2 separate regions of the Zea mays genome follow, and region 1 is linked to region 2. A link is a contact called in public Hi-C data. All regions are on one chromosome and are shown on one strand. The core of a region is the stretch at or near the end of the contact, and the rest is flanking DNA. Distances in the headings are between cores, read along the strand shown.

What was found. A called contact is a pair of places that touch in the nucleus more often than the background predicts.
Region 1: a contact with region 2 is called in a Hi-C map of ear, with 4 times the contacts expected there. The contact joins the promoter of LOC103631875 here to the promoter of LOC100274419 in region 2. A contact is called at or near these places in 3 of 25 Hi-C or Micro-C datasets (ear, leaf and tassel) and 1 of 3 datasets of contacts at active chromatin or transcription factors (leaf).

What each region holds. Positions count from the first base shown.
Region 1 is chr7:1,880,792-1,884,556 of Zm-B73-REFERENCE-NAM-5.0, reverse strand. It overlaps LOC103631875 (flavin-containing monooxygenase FMO GS-OX-like 8), which reads left to right and starts at 2,458. Exons shown (of 3, transcript NM_001364923.1): 1 at 2,458-3,044; 2 at 3,116-3,348; 3 at 3,466-3,765. The coding sequence starts at 2,483. It overlaps LOC100286077, which reads left to right. Exons shown (of 2, transcript NM_001364924.2): 2 at 391-2,074. The coding sequence ends at 1,656.
Region 2 is chr7:1,660,319-1,664,132 of Zm-B73-REFERENCE-NAM-5.0, reverse strand. It overlaps LOC100274419 (FAD/NAD(P)-binding oxidoreductase family protein), which reads right to left and starts at 2,407. Exons shown (of 3, transcript NM_001148778.1): 1 at 1,498-2,407; 2 at 1,303-1,385; 3 at 585-1,240. The coding sequence starts at 2,334. The coding sequence ends at 664.

The DNA.
Region 1 (3,765 bases), core at 1,209-3,708, 220 kb before region 2:
ATACTTACAAAATAGGAAATAGGATTCAATGCAACCAACTGTACTGGTGTAGCTAGCAGTATCACTACCACTTGAAGTATGATCTCTATGAGCATTCCATTGAAAACTGACGTTAGTATACAGATCCCTGAAGTGTAAGTTTCTGAGAGCTTGCTGTATTGTTAGAAGGCTCAGTAAGCACTAAGAACTACTGTTTGAGTGAAGAGTTTGAACATCGGATATTTCATTTCGAATTTGTAATTCTTAAAATTTAGATTTTTGTTCTGAATACTAGAACTAGGATCCAGTTTTATAGGGAGTTAAACACCACTGGCCTTCTCCCTTGTGAGCATGCTGTTTATATTAATTCTCCTCGTACATTAAATTTAATCAACTCAACCGTTTTGGCAGGTTGGTAGTGACACAGGAGGATGGAGTGAGATATACAGCTTCATTTCACGTGACAGTGAAGCCAGTGAGACCAATGCTTTTCTATTTGGTGACATGGGAACTTATGTGCCTTATAACACCTACATTCGCACACAATCTGAGAGCTTGTCCACTGTAAAGTGGATCCTTCGTGATATTGAAGCCCTTGGAGATAAACCCGCCTTTATTTCACACATTGGGGACATCAGCTATGCTAGAGGTTATTCTTGGGTCTGGGATCATTTCTTCAGCCAGATCGAGCCTATTGCTGCCAATACTCCATACCATGTCTGTATAGGAAATCATGAGTATGATTGGCCATCACAACCCTGGAAACCATGGTGGGCTACATATGGAACGGACGGTGGAGGCGAATGTGGAATACCTTATAGTGTCAAGTTCAGAATGCCGGGCAATTCTATTCTACCTACAGGTAATGGTGGCCCAGACACCAGGAATCTTTATTACTCCTTCGACTCAGGCGTGGTGCATTTCGTCTACATGTCGACCGAAACAAATTTTGTTCAGGGAAGTGACCAGCACAACTTCTTGAAAACGGACCTTGAGAAGGTGAACCGAAGTAGAACACCGTTTGTTGTTTTTCAGGGCCACCGCCCCATGTACACCTCGAGCGATGAAACCAGGGACGCGGCTTTGAAACAGCAGATGCTCCAGAATCTGGAACCGCTGCTGGTGACATACAATGTGACCCTCGCGCTATGGGGACATGTCCACAGGTACGAGAGGTTCTGCCCGATGAAGAATTCCCAATGTGTCAACACTTCATCAAGCTTCCAGTACTCTGGCGCTCCTGTGCATCTTGTGATCGGGATGGGCGGCCAAGACTGGCAACCTGTATGGCAACCGAGGCCTGATCACCCAGACGTCCCTATCTTTCCTCAGCCTGAGCGTTCCATGTACCGCGGTGGCGAGTTTGGATACGCCAGACTTGTGGCAACAAGGGAGAAGCTAACACTGACTTATGTGGGGAACCATGATGGGCAGGTCCATGATATGGTGGAGATATTTTCTGGCCTGGTATCCCCCAGTAACAGTAGTGTTGCTGAGGCGGTGGATGGAACCAAACTTGGCACAGGAGTCAGCACCGTGCGGAAAATTTCTCCGCTGTACTTGGAAATCGGAGGCAGTGTGATGTTTGCGCTGCTCCTGGGATTTTCCTTTGGGATACTTGTCAGGAGAAAGAAAGAAGCTGCACAGTGGACTCAAGTAAAGAATGAGGAATCGTAGTAGTGTTGCCAATACCGTGAGCCTGGTGCAGTGGTGGTGATCCAAACTTGTGTGGGTGTAATTACTGGAGTAGAACCTAACAAAGTGAAGGCATTTCTGACTTCTTGGGGGGCTCCGCGTCCTCTTGGTACAACTAGTGTATTGATAGTCTTGGGAAATGAAGGTTCTGATCGCATATCTGTTGTTGTAATAGTTCAATGTATAAGCATGTAATAAGTGATATAATGTTCACATTGCTTTGGTTGACACAAGTGTGTAACATGTGCTACCACAAGTGATTCTGGGCGTCCTTTGTAGTTGAACCATATTTGTTTTATGATCCTGCTTTTCTGTATCATCTGCCTGCTTTTGTTAGCAGATGTACGGAATCTTCTGTACTTGGAGTTTATACCTAACAACATACTTATATATTTATATTACAAACCTGTCTGATACAGCTTCATGAGCTATTGGAAGCTGTGGAGCTCTCTTTTTCAAAACAGTTTTATAGATGAAGCTCTTCATTTACGCTTGTACAAAGGAATGAAGAGAGGTAGTTGAAAAAAAGCAACTTTTTTACATCTCTGTCTTATTTTTATCTTTCAGCCATGCATGAAATTGTTGGTGAAGCTGTTTTGCAAAATATTTTTTTCCCAAAACAGTTTAAATTCATCTTAGAAAGCTACTCAACAGCTTCATGGATGAAACTGATGAGATTTTGCAAACGGGTCCTACACATTCGAAATATCTAAATGAGCGGTCAAGCATGGTTTCTTTGGACGATGTTGAAGACTTGGATCAGAAACGCCATCCGGGACACCGTGACCAGGTCCGGCGGCGAAGCGAGATGGTGTCATCCAAGAAAGTGTGCGTGGTCGGCGCTGGCGTGTCGGGGCTGGCGTGTGCCCGCGAGCTGCTCCGCGAGGGCCACGACGTGACGGTCATGGAGCAGAGCGGCGGCGTCGGCGGGCAGTGGCTGTACGACCCGAGGGCGGACGGCGGCGACCCACTCGGCGCTGCCGGCGCGCACAGCAGCATGTACGCCTCCGTCCGGCTCATCAGCCCGAGGGAGCTCACGGGCTTCTCCGACTTCCCCTTCTTCCCCAGAGACGACGGCACCGGCGACTCCCGGCGGTACCCGGGGCACGCTGAGTTCCTGAGGTACATCAGGGACTTCTGCGACGCGTTCGGGCTCATGGACGTCGTCAGGCTCAACACCAAGGTCCTGCGCGTCGGCCTGGCGGCGCCGCGTGCCGCTGATGACGGTGACGGCATCAAGCGGTGGACGGTGAGTTGGTCTAGACATCGTGGCTGCGATGGCGAGGTGGTCACCACGGAGGAGGAGGTGTTTGACGCCGTCGTCGTCGCCGTCGGCCAGTACACCCAGCCACGGCTCCCAACCATCAGAGGTTGGTTCCGACCGAATGCGTCGTTGTTCATGCCCGGCCTGTTGCTCAACTGATGGATGCTGCTCGTATAGGCATGGACAAGTGGAGCAGGAGGCAGCTGCACTCCCACTCGTATAGGGTCCCCGATTCCTTCCACGGCGAGGTGGTGGTGATCGTGGGCTTCCGTCATAGCGGCGTGGACATCGCGCTGGAGCTCTCCAAGTTGGCGAGGGAGGTGCACGTCAGCGTCAAGTCCATGGAGGCGCTCACTCCCGCCGTGTCCAAGGCCGTCGCCAGGCACAGCGACCTGCACCTGCACCTCCAGGAAAGGAAACCGTGCAGCTACAAATCTATGCTCCAATATTCGCTGGTTCAGAATCTGATCCAGCAATCCAGGTACGGACGGTGACCTGACAAATTAAATGTGGCTTGCATATCGCAGATCGAGTGCTTGCGCGAGGATGGGCAGGTAACGTTCGCCGACGGCTCGCGTGTCGCCGCCGACTCCATCATCTACTGCACCGGGTACGACTGCTCGTTCCCGTTCCTGGACACGGGAGGCCTGGTGACCGTCGACGACAGCCGCGTCGGCCCGCTGTACGAGCACACGTTCCCGCCGGCGCTGGCGCCGTCGCTGTCCTTCGTGGGGTTGCCGAGGATGGTGCTGGTGCCGCGGTTCTACGAGGCGCAGGCGAGGTGGGTGGCGCAGGCGCTGTCGGGCTGGCGGCCGCTGCCGCCGTCG
Region 2 (3,814 bases), core at 1,158-3,657:
TTAGATTTCTGCGAAGAAGAAGACTATGCGTCATCACGGACCATTCGACATTATAGACATTGACCATCCGGAAGCACGCAGAGTGGGGGAGCCACTCCTGCAGCATGATTGCGGACCATCCGACCCTATATCGTGGACCGTTCCTGCTCCCGTAGAGAGTACCGTCAGATGGTTTGTTCTAGTGTTTGATATAAAAATAGTGTTTGATATAAAAATGGCGCCAAGATACACTTTGCCACGATCTTAGAGCATCGTGTTAGAATCCATTAAGAAGGCGTCCGATGTCTTGCATGTAGCATGCCTCTAACCCTCATATATTTTCAGTACGCACGGTCCACAGCCGCCATATTAGAGCTCAGGGTTTTGGTTAGATTCAATCTTTTAAGAACAATAATGTCGATCAATTGTGAGTATTAATTATAGGCTTAATAAAATCGAGTGTAGGATTGCCTGTCTCTGCTGTCTGCCTGGCTTTTGGCTCATAGCCTAGGTTTCATCCAGATGGCCGGGGGATCTAGAGGACCCTCTACCCCTCCCTTATCTTTGATGAAAGTGTTCACGGTTTGCCAAATGCCAAGCAACTTGGACACCCTTATCGTTGCAACTTTATTGCATATGTGGCACTGGAAGCCAAATCATTCATGTTGACTGTGCCCTAGTAGCTTATTCCAGTGTCTCTCCATCTCTGTCATGCATCATATCATGCATGGCAATTCCATTCTCCTTGTCGTTAAGCGTGCCCGGGGAGGGAGCTGAGGACCAGCCCTCTAGGCGCAGGCTCTCCAGGACAAGGTCACCGTCGCGGTAGTCGTCACGGAAGGTCTCCGTGTCTTGGAGCAAGCGCGCAACGGCCGCCCGCATGAGCTCCTTCTTCCACTCGGGCGGGCGCGGCAAGCCCACGTGCTTCTCCCCGAACTCGTCGCAGTAGTCGAAGTCGAAGAAGATGGCATGCGACATGCGCCTGGGCACGCCGGCCTTCTCCCTGGCGCGGTGGTACTCCTCGGCCGCCCGCAGCATCTCCTCCGCCGGCGGCAGCAGCCTCCGCCCCGACAGCGCCTGCGCCACCCACCTCGCCTGCACCTCGTAGAACAGCGGCGTCTGCACCTGGCTTGGCACGCCCACGAAGGACAGCGACGGCGCCAGCGCCGGCGGGAAGGTGTGCTCGAACAGCGGGCCCACGCGGTTGTCGTCCACGGTCACCAGCCCTCCCGTGTCCAGGAACGGGAACGAGAAGTCGTACCTATATACATGCATCATGGGTCAGCAGTTCATGTGTTGAGCGGAGAAGCACGCAGCGCTCACCCAGTGCAGTAGATGATGGAGTCGGCGACGACACACGAGCCGTCAGCGAACATGACCTTCCCATCCTCGCACAAGCACTCGATCTGTACTGTACACCACAATAATTCAATCAACACGAATGGAATGGAACATGCTGGATCTGTTTGTAGTAGCTGCATGCATATATATATATAGCAGGTAAGATTGCCTGCATGCCTGGAGGTGCAGGTGCAGGTTGTGGTGCCTGGGCACAGCCTTGCGCACGCCGGGAGTGAGGCCTTCCAAGGACTTGACGCTGACGACGTGCACGTCCCTCGCCACCTTGCAGAGCTCCAGCGCGATGTCCACGCCGCTCTGGTGGAAGCCCACGAGCACCACCACCTCGGCGTGGAAGGAGTCGGGGACGCGGTACGAGTGGGAGTGCAGCTGCCTCCTCGTCCACTTGTCCATGCCGTTGATGGCTGGGAGCCGTGGCTGGGAGTAGTGGCCAGAGGCCACGACAACGGCGTCGAACTCCTCCTCCGCGACCGCCTCGTGCTCAGAGACACCATGTCCGGACGAGCAGTACCTCACCGTCCACCGCGTCACAACACCGTCGTCGTCCAACAGTGGTCGTCCCACGTGCAGGACCTTGGTGTTGAGCCTGACGGCGTCCATGAGGCCGAACGTGTCGCAGTAGTCCCTGATGTACCTCAGGAACTCGGCGTGCCCTGGGTAGCGCCGGGAGTCGCCGTCGTCGTTGCTGCGGGGGAAGAAGGGGAAGTCGGAGAAGCCCATGATGTCCCTGGGCGAGGTGAGCCGGAGAGAGGCGTAGACGCTGCTGTGCACGCCGGCAGCACCGAGCGGGTCGCTGGCGTCAGTCCTCGGGTCGTACAGCCACTGCCCACCGACGCCTCCGCTCTGCTCCATGACCGTCACGTCGTGGCCCTCCCGGCGTAGCTCGCGGGCGGATACCAGCCCCGAGACGCCGGCGCCGACCACGCACACCTTCTTCTTGTTCATCTCTAGCTCCTCCTCGGTGGACGATGCCATCATCTTCACAGCCACATGCATGCAACTACAAGCAGCGGAACTGCGGAAGGAAGCAAGGGGGGAGAGACGATCACAGCGCAGACGTACCAGACAGCGAGCACTACGATACCGGCAAATTTTGCTTGCAGCCCTCACTGTTTTTATAGATAGAGTTAGAGACACACGAGATCAGACCATGTTGGTGTTAACGATGCGTGCCTGTGGTAACGTATATACGGGGTGTTTGGTTTTAGGGACTAATTTTTAGTCTCTCCATTTTATTCTACTTTAGTATCTAAATTGTCAAATACGGAAACTAAAATAGAATTATAGTTTCCGTATTTTACAATTTATAGACTACAGTGGAATAAAATGGAGGGACTAAAAATTAGTCTCTAGTAACTAAACACTCACGTACTATAGGGAGAGATTTCCATGACTGATTTATATAAACTAGTCTCACTACACTTAAACTAGCAACTATTAATTGGGGGTTTCATCATCCTCTTGCTGTACATGGGTCTTTGAGATTAGACTCCTCTTGCTGTATGTTTTTTGGCTGTGATCATGTATAGTACAGTACCAATATACCAATAATAGAGCTAGGTACGTTGATATATTCGGACTTATTTGGGCACTTTCCTCGAGGAAGGAAAATTAAAGAGACAATCATGTCATGTGCTCCGGATGCTGCTTGTAGCAATAGAGTGCACGAGTGTGATTGCTTTGTCCCGCAGGAACGGAACGGAACGGAACGGATAGGCGTGGTGGACGATGATCATAACCGCGCGCAGCTGTGTGTGGTCGTCCTCCGCAACTTACCTCCGACCATTCAGCCATTATTGAGCCACCCCAGAACAGTCCGCTGCCGGATCATATATAGAGGGTTGGTTGCCCAGCTCCCAACGCCCAAACTCCTCACATGCGTTGATCGGGCCTACGTTCCTCATCGATTGGTTACACGGCAGAGGCTGCCTAGAGTTAGCCAAATGAGATGGTTGAACACAAGAACACCGAGGATTTAGAGTGTTTCGACCGCCGGAGCGTAATACTCTACTTCACTTGTGAATTGTATTGCTTGAGTGAGCGTAAACGAGCCTCTCGGTCTGAGTGAGGATGAGAATGTCACCTTATACCGCATGTGCCTTCTCTTTTATAGTCCAAGGGTGACACATACAAGATTGTTGAGCCGCTCCGATAGGTGGGCCCCAGCTCCGACGGGCGCAAGCCACTTCGAACGAGGTAGACGCCGTAATGATCCCATGGGGGGACCGGGCATCTTCAGCTTGAGGTATGTGTAATTGGGGACGACCATGAACTTAACGGAGCACGGTCTCACCAGGATGGCGTTGTAGGCTCCCCGGAAATCCACCACCTCGAATTGCACCCGCTCGGTACGAAAGTTGGAGGGTTCGCCGAATGTGACATGCAGAGTGACTCATCCGAGCGAGTAGGCTTAGCAGCGGGGCACGATGCCGTGGAACGGTGCGAGCTGAGGCGCAGCGCGGACCGTGCGATCGCC